2 separate regions of the Mus musculus genome follow, and region 2 is linked to region 1. Evidence: chromatin contacts called from public Hi-C data. All regions are on one chromosome and are shown on one strand. Each heading gives the region's core, a stretch centred on a gene start, on an enhancer-like site or on the middle of the called end of the contact. The rest is flanking DNA. Distances are from core to core; before and after follow the strand shown.

What was found. Hi-C and Micro-C count contacts between places; a contact is called where the count stands out from the background.
Region 2: a Hi-C map of the N1E-115 cell line shows a contact between it and region 1, with 2.8 times the contacts expected there. The contact joins two enhancer-like sites. A contact is called at or near these places in 2 of 484 Hi-C or Micro-C datasets (the N1E-115 cell line and nephron progenitors) and 1 of 9 other capture datasets (embryonic stem cells).

Annotation. Positions count from the first base shown.
Region 1 is chr13:104,513,737-104,521,321 of GRCm38.p6, reverse strand. No RefSeq gene overlaps it. Among named protein-coding and RNA genes, the nearest start is that of Adamts6, 230 kb to the right of the region's middle. Within about 2 kb of position 2,776, at least 215 of the 459 cell types and tissues checked have an H3K27ac peak or open chromatin away from gene starts, as enhancers often do. A contact at or near this core is called in the N1E-115 cell line, where this site is marked.
Region 2 is chr13:104,738,305-104,745,889 of GRCm38.p6, reverse strand. All of the region lies in intron 10 of Cwc27 (CWC27 spliceosome-associated protein), which reads left to right. Among named protein-coding and RNA genes, the nearest start is that of Cwc27, 75 kb to the left of the region's middle. Within about 2 kb of position 2,864, at least 25 of the 459 cell types and tissues checked have an H3K27ac peak or open chromatin away from gene starts, as enhancers often do. A contact at or near this core is called in the N1E-115 cell line, where this site is marked.

The DNA.
Region 1 (7,585 bases), core at 1,527-4,026:
GCCTGGGGCTGTTAACTTTATTGTCTACCTGAGATGATTTAGAATTACTAATGAGACAATCTTCTGGGTGTGTCTACAAGGGATGATCTAGATTAGTTTAATTGAAATGCAAAGACACACCCCAATGGTGGACTTTACCATTCCTTGGGCTTGGGCCCTGGATTGCATAAAAAGGAGAAACCTAGCTATGTACCAGCATTCTTTGCTCCCTTCTTCCTGCCTGTAGGCACAATGTCACCAGCTGGTCTCTTGCACCTGCCACCATGCCTTCTCTACAATGATGGAAGGTATCCCTTCAAACTGTAAGCCAGAACACGTGTTTTCTCCCTTAAATTGCTTTTTTTTTCCAGGTATTTTTGTCACAACAACAAGAAAACCAGTTAGAGCACATAGATGGAAGTGTAAAGAAGAGATGTAGCACCCAACATTTGTCATCGCTTACCACAGTGACAATGAGCAAAGTGCCCTCAGGAGCAGAGGTGAAGTCCATGAATTGACATGACAATAGATAAATACTCAGGGTCTCTATACTGCTGCATATCCAACCTGCCAGCAACAGACTTGGATACGTTCTCATCCCTCAAGCTGACCTGTGAGTCACTTGCTTGACTACTCTGAGTGCCTTCCACTGTGGAAGGGCTGATGATTCACTCTGAGATAAATACATGGTCTGAGTGGTAGGAGTTCACGATTCCCTGAAGAATGATACCCTGGTCTCAAATAGTGTGTAAACACAAAGAGTGTTTTATTCTGCAGAAGTTCAGCATGTTAGGGTCTCACATTACCAAGATAGAGAGATAAGCAAGTGAACTCGCAGGCCAGACTTAAAGCACATTAGGGGAAGCACATTATCTTGCTTCATCTCTAGGGACATTCCAGAACCATTACCTGGGTGTGGGGGCTAGAAACTGTTGCTGGAGAGGTCTGGAAACTACTGTTGACCCAATTGTCCGTGCCTCAGACCAGGTGGCAGGGCAGCTTCTGAGGCCTGGACTTGCCTGGACTTGCCCAGTTCTTGGAAACAAGGATGTAGGCCTCGTCTCCTGAACTGCCAATCTGAAGCCTGTCATGGAGTCAGCCTAGCCTTCTCAGGTTTAACTTTGTATTTCATTTCTGCAGAGCTCTACCTGACCAAACTATCACCTATGGAAATATTCACTCTGATAGCATGGAAATCCGTAACATTGCAGTAAACCAGGGACCTACTACATGGCAAAAAGTTTGCAGCCACGGACTTTGGCATAAACTCTACTGGTCATAACACCCACAAGTCAGAAGCTTTCACTTATGAGAGACAGGATTGTCTCAACACCACATCCCATGATTTGGGTATTACTTTGACTAAAGTTATTTATATGCATCTGTGGTCCACTGAAGAACTACAGGGTCTTGAAATTAAAAAGGTAGAAACCAGGGTAGCTCAGAGACTCTTATTAAAATAATCGAATATTCCAGGTGTTCCTTGAATCGAGGGACACCCCCCCCCCCCCATGTTCAATGATCCAAACTACATAATTATCATCCTGGACCCAGTTCTCATCTCAAACTCCATTACAATTTTTGTGTATGATATCAAGCCTTACAAGCTCCACCTGTACTTACTTTAAGGTACAACTTACAAGTATCTACCTAAAATTCTCTTTGGTGTTTCTACTGTCCTGTTTGTATTTTGAGTCTGTTGTCTTTGTATTTATCACTGTGACTTGGGCTTACTCCTAAATTCCTCCCAACCTTTGCCGAGATAAAGTCTTTCGTATGCTAATAAGGTGCTGGTGATTGGCAGTTCTGGGACACTTTCTGGTGGAACTGACCGCCAGAAGGAGGCGAGATAAGTTGGGACTTTCACCTCCACCACGTGACCGCAAATGGAGGAGACAGAACTTGAGGGTTAAATTAGTCACCAAGCAGCCCCCTTTATAGTGGACCAAGCCTACCTGGTTGTTGCCAGGAACTGTGGGGGTGCAGTTTAGACGGGATACCAACTGTGAACTCATCCCTTTTCCAATCTCCGGCTATCTACACTTGAGAAGCAGTTAACTTGCTATTTTGTGGTGGGAGTTATTTTCGCTTGATTGCAGTGAACCCAGGAGGGTCTGAAGTCCTTTCTGCTGGTTGAATTCCCATGGGCTCGGAGCCTCCCACCCCCATCCCAGCCTGTGAGGCTCCACTCACGTTGCTTTCCTGGCACCAGAAAAATTCTGCAAGAATAATGAATTTATTGTTAAATCCGCTCTTCCGGCAAAAGCTGCCATTGCTGCCCCGGAAACATCTTTACATCACAAAAGTATTGGTCTCCTTTTAAAGTGAATGAATAAATGAACCAAAATACCAATGCTTTCATTTCCTGGACTCCAAAGCCATGCTTACAGTAATAAAAGACAAACCAGTGTAACTAAGTATAGATGAAAGAGGGTGGAGTTACCTAGTGAAACTCACATGTAAAAGCTCCCTTGGCTGAAAGACAGACCTGTCGGGATACGAAATTGGCATTTCAGAGCCATGTAATTTATGTAAATGAGACTCTGAAAGGTATTTTATCTTGGTCATGTGCATAATCTGAAAAGAAAAAACCATCAAGATCCTCCCTGAAGATCATCGCTTCCCGCTGCAGCTTTCTGGGTGATTTATCAAGATACTGGACATGAGGCCACTCCTTTAAGTGGTGGACAGTTTAAATTCCATAATTCTGACCACTTCTGAGCACCGAGTCTGGGCCTGGAGTCCTCCCTAAGCCCTGGGCCACTGCTTGCGTGAACAATGGGCCCACAGCTGCCTCCGCGCAGCCGCAGTGGGCTGCAGCCAGCCTGACTGGGAATGATTAGCCTTCTCCAGGCAGCTCTTCCCCCCACCGAGTCGCTGGCAAGGATCCGGCTTGGAGACAGCTCGTGTGTGCTCCTGGCGCGGCGTCTGCTGTTGTCATAGATGTCTGGGGGAGCCTGGCGGGCCCCTTGCAGCGGAGCTTCAGGACAAACGGGGGGTTTCATGGGGGTGGAAGGGATAGGGTGGGGTGGAGGCGTCTGTCCTGAGTGTGATTCCATGCAGGGGTGAAGAAGCTGGTCGGAGAAATAAACTAGAAAAAGGTCCCAGCCACGCAGGAGCCCAGGAATGCCAGGGTCGGGTTTCTTTGGCCCGGAAGTCATGGACCTCAATAACCTACCGAGGACCCTAGCTAGGGCGCTTCATTGTAGTTGACCTGAGACCTCTTGGCTGTCTAAAAGCCAGCTGTAAAACAAAACTTCACATCAAAGGACAGATGTGGCTGGGAGCAAGTTACCCATACAGTGCTAAAGCTCAGAGGGCTCTGTTTTCCTGGGCGTTAGATTCCCAACACCCCACAGGCACGGGAATGAAGACATACAAAGCCTTGGGGGGGCGGGAGCGGTTACTCGCAAACTAGTGATCTCCCTTTCTTCCTTTAAAGATTTTATTTTTATTTATTTTATGTATGAGTGCCCTGTTACTGTCTTCAGACACACCAGAAGAGGGCACCAGATCCTATTACAGATGGTTGCGGGCCACCGTGTGGTTGCTGGGAATTGAACTCAGGGTGAGCAACCAGTGCTTTTAGCCCCTGACCCATCTCTCCAGCCCTTTTCTTTCCTTTTATTGATTGGGGTGGACTCTAGGGGCTCCTGTTTGCTGAAATCGTGTTTTACCTCTAAGGTATACCCAACCATGGGCAGGTTATGGTTTTAAGTTTTAAGATCTTTCTTAACAAATCCTTATTTCGAGCTTCGGAGTTACTCAAATCATTTGCCCACCTGGAAGTCAAGAGATTCTGTTTCCAGACTCTGTTTCTCACTAGGAAAGGGTGCTAGCTAGCATTGCAGTCTGCAGATAACATCTAAAAGGGGAAAAAAATTACATAAATAAAACTGAAGAGAAGAAATCATTTGGGAGTAACCCTATCCCCTCAAAACTTGATAAGATCTAAGACACCTCAATCCCCTACGACAAGTGGGAACCTGCGCACTGACCTACACGGTCCAAAATGGCCTACTCAATAGGGGTTTGTCTCCCCCCCCCCCCTTCAAACACAAAGCCCCTAACTGTTAACAGGTCATTTTTAAGTGGCACTGTAGCTCTTTCTTTTAACTGGTACAAAACAATCCCTTGCATCATGAAGGATGACTCACTCCAGGACCCAGACGTCCCTATGGTATCTGATTTCTTCCCCAGACACTTAGATATGACCCTGGGTCAGAAGAGCTTTTCACCCTGGTCATATTTTTCTTCCTTGTTTAATTCAACATTGTTTTGTACTTATAAGGAATTGTTACCCTAATAATCTTCCTGCCAAATTGGCCTTAATATAATCCACCTATCACTGACCGACTACAAGAGAAAAATTAAACAAACGTTTTGCTGTTGTCCCTTCTCCCCTGGGGTGGAGCTTCTGAAGCCAGAAAGCCACTTGGATCGTGTATACAACGTTGGTAATTGCATTCCTAGATTCTACAAAATGCCACAGTACTCTCCAGACTCCAAAATAGCTGTTGCAAACAATGACAATTACTGCCCAGACATTTTCAAACACAGCAGGTTACTGGCTGAGGCTGTGATGGAAACCCTAAAAAATATATAAATATTTTGAAATGCTCTGTAAATCAAATTGATGCCCCAGACATAGAGGGGGTTGTGTTGAAGCAGCTGAAGTCACTTGGAAGGTGAAAGGCTCTGTTGAAGGGGGTTTGAAAGTTTGGAGCTTGTTAATATTAAATCATAACTAAATGACTGCTAAGTTGCTTTCTCTTTCTCTCTCTTCAGGAATATAGAATACAATTCTGTCTGGTCACTCTCTCTCTCTGTAAGGGACCTTACTCTATTAAAACAAATCAAAACAAAACAAAAATCACACGGCCAGTCTTCAATTCCTCCACTGCTTCCGTCTGCTCAGTGGCTCCAGCAGCAGGCGAGCGTTGTTGGGTGGTGGTAACTATGACCTCTGACCTCTGGTTATTTTGGGAGACAGGAAGCACTGCCTGCCACCAGCCAAGAGACTTTGATGCTGGCCACCAAGAGTCAAGAGCAAAGATGGATGCCAAAGCAGCCACAACCCCAAGAAATGGCAGTGGTTACAGGACAGCCTGTAGAGGCTCAGCTTATAAATCTTGTGTGGGCTGATTTTCCCATGTCTCACTTTTTCAGGGGGTTGCTGTATTGTTAAGAGTTCTATAATTGATGCAGTGCAACTTTAAGACCACGTGCCATAGGGACCTATCCTGTCCTGGGCTTCAAAGAAACTTCTCAGACTCTGCATGGTCGGGCTGCCCCCTGCCCTGGGGCAAGAGAGAATTACAGTGAAAGCAGTTTATAGACTATCCTCTACTTACTGCTTTTTGTCTTCCTGTGGAACTGTCTCCTGAAGAAGATGAACTGTTTGATGATGCTCTGCCTCATGCAGGTCCCGGGGCAGACTCTTGGTATTACTTGCAACAGGAATCCAACATGTCAACAAAAAGGAAACTTTGCAATTCATATTAAGTTGATCATCCTTAACCTGAAAATTGAAAATAAAAGATGCTCTGAAATTGAACCTGGAGATGTGGTTCAATTGGTTAATTGCTTGCTTATCACTCATGAAGTCCTGGATATGATTCCCCAGTCCAAGAATTGTGCCCACTCCTCTAACAATAGTAATTCAAGTTCCCCCTCCACAACTTGGTGATTCCAAGATGAACTTGATCTACTGGAGCCTCTGTCTAAAAAATCAACCATACAAACAAACAAACAAAAGGCTAAATCTAATCCAATCCAATCCAAATCAAACACTCCCAAATCTAAAACATGTTGGTATGACATCTAAAAAGTTTGGGGTTCTAGACCATTATAGATTTTAAAGTCTAGACAGATATTCCAAACTCTGAAAAATTCAATATCTGAAACCCAGTGAGTCCAAAGAATTTTACATAAGAGATAATTTAGCTGTCCTACAAAAGAGGACATGCTGAAGCTCATGGCAGCCTGGGCCTCTAGGGCCATGGACCCATTGTCTAGCTCTGTTATCAGTAGGGGGAGAAACCATACAGAATGAGTGTTGTAGAGATGAGAACTGTAACCTGGGTTGCTAATGATCGACAGGAAGTTACTACTTGTGGTCCTTAGCAACCCAAAGTCAAAGCATCAACAACCATGTCTTATGAGCACTAACCAGTATCCTAGTTACAATCTTTTTCCTTTTCTGTGTTTCTACAGAGCCCCTTCTGTAGGGCACTCTAGTGTTCATGAGGGCTCAATCCTCAAGACCTAATCATCTCCCATAACTCCCATACTTTCAAACCATCACATGAGGGGTCTAATATCAACACCAATTTAGGGGTGGATGCCAGACTGTAGTGGCATTACTGGGCCACTTATTATCTGGTCAAAGATGTCAATTTTTAATGATGTATCCTTGCCACAGTGTTTTAATGTGCTAATACTCTAGTTCATCTGTGTCCTTACTCTCTTCCTCTTAACAGTGTCCAAATACAAGACAATAGGAAGAGTTGAGAAACGTTGTGCTACTTGAAAGGAAATATATAGATGTCCACACCAGTATTTTTCATCGTGTGTTTGCATATTTGTTATTAAGGTACTTGGGAGTGTATTATGTCTATCTCTAATCCTCATATGTTATAAGGAGAGTACATTAAAAGTGACTTTTGGTACCATTTAAGCACTATTATATTATATATACATATAATCTGAAAAGCATACTATGTAGATGAAAAATGTACTACATAATAGATCAGTTGTTTCTGGAAGAATTGTGAGAGATAACAAGTTTTTTTCTCTCTCTCTCTCTCAGGATTCTTTATTCTCTTATGGGGCTACAGAGTGGTATCTCACAAATGACTTAAGTCTAAGATTGAATTTTTAATTCAAGAACCACTTACTAGGTAAAAGTGGTGATACCCATGCCTGTAGCCACTTGAAAGGTTGGGGCAGGAAGATTTGAGGTTTATGAGTAGTATAGAAAACCTAGCTGGATTCTCAACAGAAAATAAGCCAAAACCCATCTGATGATTTACTGGAGTGGTCATTACATACCAGGTGTCGATCACTGAGTTCTGTAAGTGTGGTTGAAGAACTTCTGCCTCACTGGTTAGGCAGTGTCTCCACACATCATGAAAAAAAATGTCTAGGCTTCTTCATTTGACCTCAAGGGTTCTTGATGAGTAAATAGAATTGGAATTTCATACAAGAATAAGCTCAGTGGAGTGAAGAAGAGGGTGACATAAAGGTCAGGAGGGTCTCATGGGACATCAGTGGAAGAGTCATCTCTCACAAGGCTGGAACCAGATGTTGCACTACTGTCTGGAGCTAAAGTAGCTAGCTGCTCTGCCTGGTAGCCAGATGGTCCCTCTGCTCTGGCCACCTCTGCATGGCTGGATTTTCTCTGTGAAGCCAACATTCTCTGTACCTCCATGCGTTATAGCAGAAGATGTCCACCCACAGAGCTCAAATGTAGGTGTCCTGTAAGGTCACTGAGAACCATAGACTGGCAGAAGCCATGAAGGTTCTTAACATATGAACTTCATATGTCTTAAGAGGATCCATTGGCCATCTATACCACGGTTTCACCTGCTTAGCTGTTGCCAAG
Region 2 (7,585 bases), core at 1,615-4,114, 220 kb before region 1:
CTATAAGGAAATACACAGAGAAAAGGACGTTATCATGCATTGTAGCATAGAAGTCATAGCCTTTTCTGATGTGTGCATGAGTGCATGTGTGCTACATAAACAAGGACTTTGGGGAAAGATTTAAATGGAAATGCTATCAAATAGGGGAAGGTTAATAATTGGGTCAGAGGTTATTTTGTTTTTGAGGTTACTTTGAGAGAAAACTTGCTTGCGTTGATTAAGAGGAAAACAGTTTTATTTAGGATTGTAGCTTTTATCGTTTTGGTTATAAGCCTGGTTTTTGATGACCAAGCCATCTCTCCAGCCCTAGGATTAAACTTTTTATTTAGGCTGCTATTTTTCCTTTGTAATACTGAATTCTTTATTTGTGAAACTATGCATTTTTTCTGAGTGTTCTGACTCTGAACAGCTGACAAATAAGTAAGAAACACTGTAATACTGGGGGCAATTTTCATCTTTTCAGGGCTACACTTATTTTACAATCTTCCAGTCACATCTGTTTGTTATATATTGTGCCTATAAGAAAATGGATCCAGATTTAAAATGTTTAGAATTTAGACTAGACTACCTCATTATAACCAAAGCATATGAAAGAGTCAGTGAAAATGATCACAGTGTACATAACAGATTTTAAGTTATGGAACTTGAGACCGGCACTGTCTGTCAGAGAGCTTTCTTAGTTTGAGCCTCAGCTTCCTCATCTATAAAACAGATGATAAGCCCATCTCTTTGCTAAGTGTATGTACACTTAGCTGATCATCAGAAAGTCTTGTGATTCAAAGACCATGTTCAGTAATTCTATCTTTAAGTCATCACATTATCTTTTAGGACCCCCAGAAGAACAATTCCAAATAGTCATTGCCAAGAAAAAGATCACTGGCTGATTTTGTTTTTCCTAAATATGTTATATGCTCCTTAACAGGGGAAAAATGAGAAGAGTATTAGGTTCAAGAATAATCATATTGATAGCTTATTTACCTAAGGCTTATAGTATATCAAAGGTATGCAGAGTACTTTTCAGTCTCCTTGGGTCGATTGTTTTATTATGAAGACTATTAATGTAGGCACCAACTTAAAATTGGGAATTTCCCTCCAAAGCCTTGCTTTAGGTGTATTCTATGAAGAATTTGAATCTGTTTATTTTCATTTCACTCTACTCAAAGTATTTTGACTTCCCTGTGACTTCTTTAACCTGTTGGTTATTTAGGAATATTATTTTCCACTACTTACAAATTTGTCAAATATTTCATTGTTCTTAGTTTCAAATCTCATTTCTTGTTGTCTTAGAACATACATTGTTTGATTTTTAACCCTTCTAAGTATATTTAGGTTTGTTTGTGGACTAATATTTGGGATTGTTTCCTATGTATTGAAGAGATTGAATTTCACACGTGAATGAAGTATTCCATAGAGAACCTATGCCTTTGATTGCTCACTACATGGCATGGATAGGAAGAGAAGGGGCAAATTGTATAACACTAAAGTCAAGATTTGTGTAAAGCCCCTCCCTGTGGTCATTCCTCTTTCTTCCATATTAGGAAGTAACCCAGGGGAGTGTGCAAACTTCCCCTGTATCACATAGCTAGTGAGGTTTGAACTACAGTGCAGACTTGTCTCTGGGGTTTCAAAGTATACAGAACTTACCGATGAGAAAGCATACATAGTATTTGCTTTTGCTATTGTTACTGTAGTTGTTATAAATACATTGTGCAGCTTTAATTCACAAGCACTTTTGCAATGTGAATTTACACTTTAAGAGGCCTGCTTTTCTAAATTATTGGTATACTTTTAGTGTGGCTGTTGAAAGAAGATAAAATCTTAATGATGGCAATTAGTATTTTATCATTAATTTGCTCCTAACATCAGAGGGAGTAAAGCCAATCAGAATTTGAACCACATAGAAGACATGGGTCTAAGTTTATACACAAACTCAATGGTCCTAGCAAAGAAAGCCTAGTGAAGCATTTTGACAGATATGCAGTTGATGGTTAAGAAGGTATTCTGCAGACCAGTGAAGCATGAGAGTGCAATCTCAGCCATAATATTCTAGCACTTCTTGGTACGTTTGCCCTCAGGTGTAGAGTTGGACCCAGGCTTTACTGCATGGTGTAGCAGAACTGACTTCCTCTCAGCAAATGGAGCATAGGCTCCATAAAAGAAGAGGAGAATGGAAGGGTGTTCCTAGGCCTCCAGAATGTGTTTGTTGATCTGCTTTTGTGTGTTCGTTACATTACGTTGAATACTCATTACCAAATTACCAGTTTCATGCCCTTTTGAACTAATTTATTATTATAAATATGCCACATATTCATTCTCAATGCTGAGTAAAATACCAACCCCAAAGCAGCCACAGAGTATGAAAATTCATGAAGTTATGGAAACTGCAGAAGACTGCCCTCCTCACCCAAAACATTCTTTCTATCCCCTTTAACCTATGTATTAGAAAAACCATCTGAAAACTCCTTCTGTTACATGTGCAGTGAAGGACCATTCCTCTGAATCCCAGAGAATCTAAATTTGTTTAATAATGACTTTGAGAGAAAAGCTTGACCAACCCATTTCTTGGTTGTCTCCTAAATTTTTAGTATGCCCAATTATCAATATATTGAATTTTGATCAAATGTAAAGTAGCTAAATAATTCTGGTAGTGCTTTGTACAGTTTTTTACCTAGAAGAATATTAATAAAACTATGCATTACTTCTGTAACATTTCTTTGAACCAGGGGTCCTCAAAGTCACCAGACTGTCTGCGCCGGTTCTCCAGGGTGCGCGTTAGAGAGAGAGTCTCAGTCCTCACTCTGAAGCTGTAGGAGGAGCTGAGTCAGCATTAGGAGCTGTAGGAGGAGCTGAGTCAGCATTAGGAGCTGTAGGAGGAGCTGGAGTCAGCATTATGAGTTTTAGCAAAGCACCAGGTGGCTCTGGTATTTGCTATAACATTTAGAAATGCCATTTAAAGAATAATCAACCAAAAATACACCTTTGTCTATTTTTTTCCTATGCTGTCTTTAGTGATATATATTCAGTATAGCTTTTGTTTTAGCGTTGACAGTGTAATGTGTATAAAAGTGTTAGTTTTATTCTACCTGGTCTATTCTTTGTGACTCTAGTTATTGTATACGCTTTTCTATCTAATGTGTTACTTATTAGCCATTTCTTACCAATTTATCTTTCTGTACTCCATTGTTTCTAATTATCCACACTATATCTGTAAAGTATCATCTCTCTAGATCATGTGATATATGTTTTGTATGCATACTTGGAGTATGCACATATGTGCACCTGTACACATGCAGATCAAGAACATCACACATGTATCCCTTAATCACTGTCCACATCATTATTGTTACTATTATTTTACTATTGTTATTTTTGAGACAAGTTCTCACATTGAACCTGAAGTTCACTGTTTTAGCTAAGACTTGCTGGCCAGTGAACTCCCAGGATCTGTGTATATCTGCCTCCCAGTGGTGGGTCTACATGGTCATGGCTGCTCTTAAATGGGTGCTAGGGATTTGAACTCAGGGACTTCTGCTTTTACTCCAAGTGCTCTTACCCACTGAGCTATCTCCCCAGCCTCATCATTTTAGATTTTGATATGGCTGTCAATGTCATAAGTTTATATGATATGCTTAGCACAGTTCTTAGGAGAAATTTTGGACTAGAGGAATAAAAAAGCAGACATGGAATTCTAATTATATTACTTCGTTGATTATAATTTTATTGAACTTTTTCTATAAAAGTTTGTTTATTCATAAAATTAAGACAAATATTGAATCTTGCCACATGTCCTACTGGTCTATTAAAGATATGTAAGGGCCCATGAAGACCAATATGCAGTGTATTTTATAAACTGGTAGTTTTATTCATGAGGCATGAATCAAGCCTAAATTAAGAGCTCATATAAATAAATATAAATAAAGCATCTTTCCCATTTAGACTGATGGAATTCACTTTGGATTTCACATTAGTTAAATTAAAATATGTTTTATTAGGTGCAAGTAGTTTCCAAAGTGCTTTTCCTGGCCCTTCTTGTCCTCATTCTCTGGGGGGGGCAGGGGGGGGAGGGCTGTTCTAGCAGGTCAGACAAGGTTTGGATGCTGCCTGTCTGCCAGGTAGTAGAGGAGTGGGAAGACCAGGGCCAGGTTGTCTATCATGGAAAAGAAGACCCAGAGCCTGCAGCAACCTTGGCATGAGTCAGCCCTTCTGTAAGGCCACTGAGGTTACAGCTTGTCTCAGCTAAGCCCCTTCAGCTTTTTGGAAACAATCTGAAAATTCATTTAGAGCAAAGATTTAAGTGTAAGTTAGTGTTTTTATAAAAGTCAGACAGTTCAAAATGATGGGCTCTACAGGTGCCCTAGAGCCTGCTGTGTCCACAAACTGCCACATTATTTACAGTGTGTCTGTATAGCATTAGAAAAGAAGAAAAGCAGGTTTAATTTGTTTCCTCCTCTTCCTCTTCCTTCTCTTCTCCCTCTTCCTTTTTTTTTTCTAGGTTTATGGTTTTGTTGTTTATTCTTGGAAGACATAATTATATGAATTCCTCTTCTCCTCTCCCCTATTTCTACCTTTTCTCTCCTCTGTCTCCTCCCCATGGCTATCAGGAAGGACAATTTTAAAAGTAAAATAGAGGTACAAGTTTATATTAAATCTCCAAAATTACCCTCTTAGTAGCTTAGTACATACTGGCTTCGTTGACTCATGCAGAAGCTGAGGCATCCCAGGCATGGGTCAGTCAATTCCAAAATGTTTCCACTAAAACTGGAGCATTCTTATTCTTTTCCCTCCCTCCCTTTCTTTCAGCTGGTCTGGACCGGTAGTTTTATCAATCATACAGCCCGTTTCTAAGGTGGTGGCTAGTAGACCTTCAATGGAAATCTTAGAGACCTACACTGAAAGCCTCTGTACACTGTAGTTATAGACTTGTTACTTAGTACAAATCAGAACATACTGTATGATAAAATTCATTTATTCTATGAGTGAGGCATGTTACATCTTTTGTTCTGTTCTTGACTTAATGAATTTATTTGAAAAATATGTGATAGATAGTGAAACCATGGTAGAAATTAAATATACAGTCATTAAGTGTCTTGAATACCAGAATGTTTTTAGTTGAGTAAATTTTTTTTCTAGTTGCATCAAGTATTTTAACCCTAGAGAAGGGTACAGAAGGAATGCATTGTGAGAACTAAAATATTCCCACCAAAAACTTCTTTCCAAACAAAAGCGAGTTTATCTTTGTCATCAGACTTTATAATTTATAAAATCATTAAGTCATATATTACATTCTGCAGAGCTAACCACTGGTTTCATTTTGATACCTTTATTTTTGTTTTTGTGTGTAGGCACATATAATATATGTATGTGGATAAATGAATCATATAAATGGAATAACACTCTGGTTTTCTTATATTATGTCTAAGGTATGGCCTAATTATTGGAAACTTCTCATTGTACACAGTATTGTACACTCCGTGCACCCTTAGTATGTGCAGATTCTTGAACACTTTAGAATTATTAGGATCAATATCTGGAACTTATTATTGATATGTATTACTAGAAGTTAAGGGAACCAAGCTATTTATATATAGTGTTAAGTGTGTGTGTGTGTGTTTGTGTGTGTGTGTGTGTGTGTGTGTGTGTGTGTGTGTGTATGTAGTGTTAAGTGTAATTTTTAGAAAATCTACTTAATAATGAAAATCAAAACACTGAATGATCTAAAACAATAATTACATTTAGCTAAATACAACTGCTTAGTCAGTGTGGCATAGTCATTGAGTACTCAGCATTGTCAGCTCTTCTTCTGTTGTTTGAGTTGCAAAGTGAAATAGCAGTTCTGTTTGACTGCAAGCCATACCAAAACAGTGAACCAACATTGAAATATGACACAACAGGGCTAATGAAGGGCCTTGGGTACCATACTGGAGTTGAGAGAAATTTTTGTGGAGAACATGCTCAAGAAGTCAAGATTAAAGAGTGGCGTGTCTGAGCTGTGGAGAAAGAGGAGTGCTGGGAGGAGGGCCTTAGGCACCATGATTGTGATAGGTTCCAGGCACTAGTGTGGGTTTTAAATATGTGCGGTAGGGTCTGGAGAGATAGCTCTTATAAAAGACCTGAGTTCAGTTCCCAGCACCCAGGTCAGGTGGCTCAAAACTGCCAACCCAACACCTTTTCTGGCCTCCTAGGGCACTGCACACATATGAGGCACATACAGACATGAAATAAAATTTAAAAAAAAATAAATGCATAGACTACATATGAAGGATGAAGCAAGAAGTCGAGATGAGGATAAAGGGGAGACCACGAAGAACCATGTAGTTTGGACTTTGAGAATTAAGGGGTGCAAGAGCAAAGATGTGAAATTAAACCTGATAAAGATTTGATTAAAAAGTGGCCATGTTCTGGTTTGCATACAAAGTCACAGATCTGTGTGGTGGCCATAATTCAGAGAGGCAGATGAACTGGGAGAGACCAAGCCTTCCAGTTAGATGTTGACAACTTAGACAGTTGTCACTATCAGATGAAGAACAGCACACAAGGGCAGTACAGACTGGAAAACTCCTACCTACCCAAAGTAGTGAACGTGAGACTAGAAACACAAAACAAAGTAAATATCACCCTCTTCCTCCTCGTTATCACTGTGTAGTGATCATCAGGAAGGCTTGCATAGAGATGTATTTGATAACAGACCTGAAGCAGACTTGGGTTTGACCATGTTCCTGGGCAGCTCAGAAGAAGCGCATACCTTGCTGCTTACCACACCTAAAACTGGCTTTCAGGCAAATGAGGGGCTCCGTGTTTGTTCCTCCATTGAGAGAAGGGGAGGACCAACATCACCAAATTTAAAATGTAGAGTCTTGGTGATTTAAGAGGATTTCCTACACACAAGTAAGTCAGTCACTTTGCACAGCTGTTGAGCTTTGTGGTCTTTTATAAGCCATTTTGTATAATTTTAATCCATGCTGATAAAAGACCAGGTGGTCAGCAAAAATTAAACAAAATAAAATTCCACCTCATCCTTTTCCCTTACTTAGCCCATCCCAGGTGTGCTGTGTTTCAAAATGTTTGTCCACACATTCATTCTTTTACATAATGTGAAAAGCATTTTAGTGTCAGTAAAGAACTCTGGGAGAAATGGAAAATCTTCAGTCATTTCTAAAGGTTACTATTTCCAGTGAATATAGACCTCACGATATGACTTCATCTTTTTTATGTGTACGTTGTTTTGTCTAATGTTGTGTTCTCTGGTTTTATTATGTGTGCTATGTTTGGAATGTATTTTTATTTTCACAAAATCTCCCTGTTCTTATGTCTCTACATTTTCCTTCAGTAGTTCCAGGATTAGTCTACTCATACTGTTTCTGGTTTGTGCTTGTGTTTATTAAGCACTAACTACATACTGAGTAACTTCTTCAAGATTCTGTAGTAAATTTAGCTTGTTAGATTTTCTTTTACAAACGACTTCAGCTTTTTCCATTAATATGTCTAGTGGACTGGAAAGATGGCTCAGTGTATAAGCATTTGCATGCAAGGGTGAGGAATCTCAGAACCCAAGTACAAGGTGGGCAGCTATGGTGGCCATCTGTAA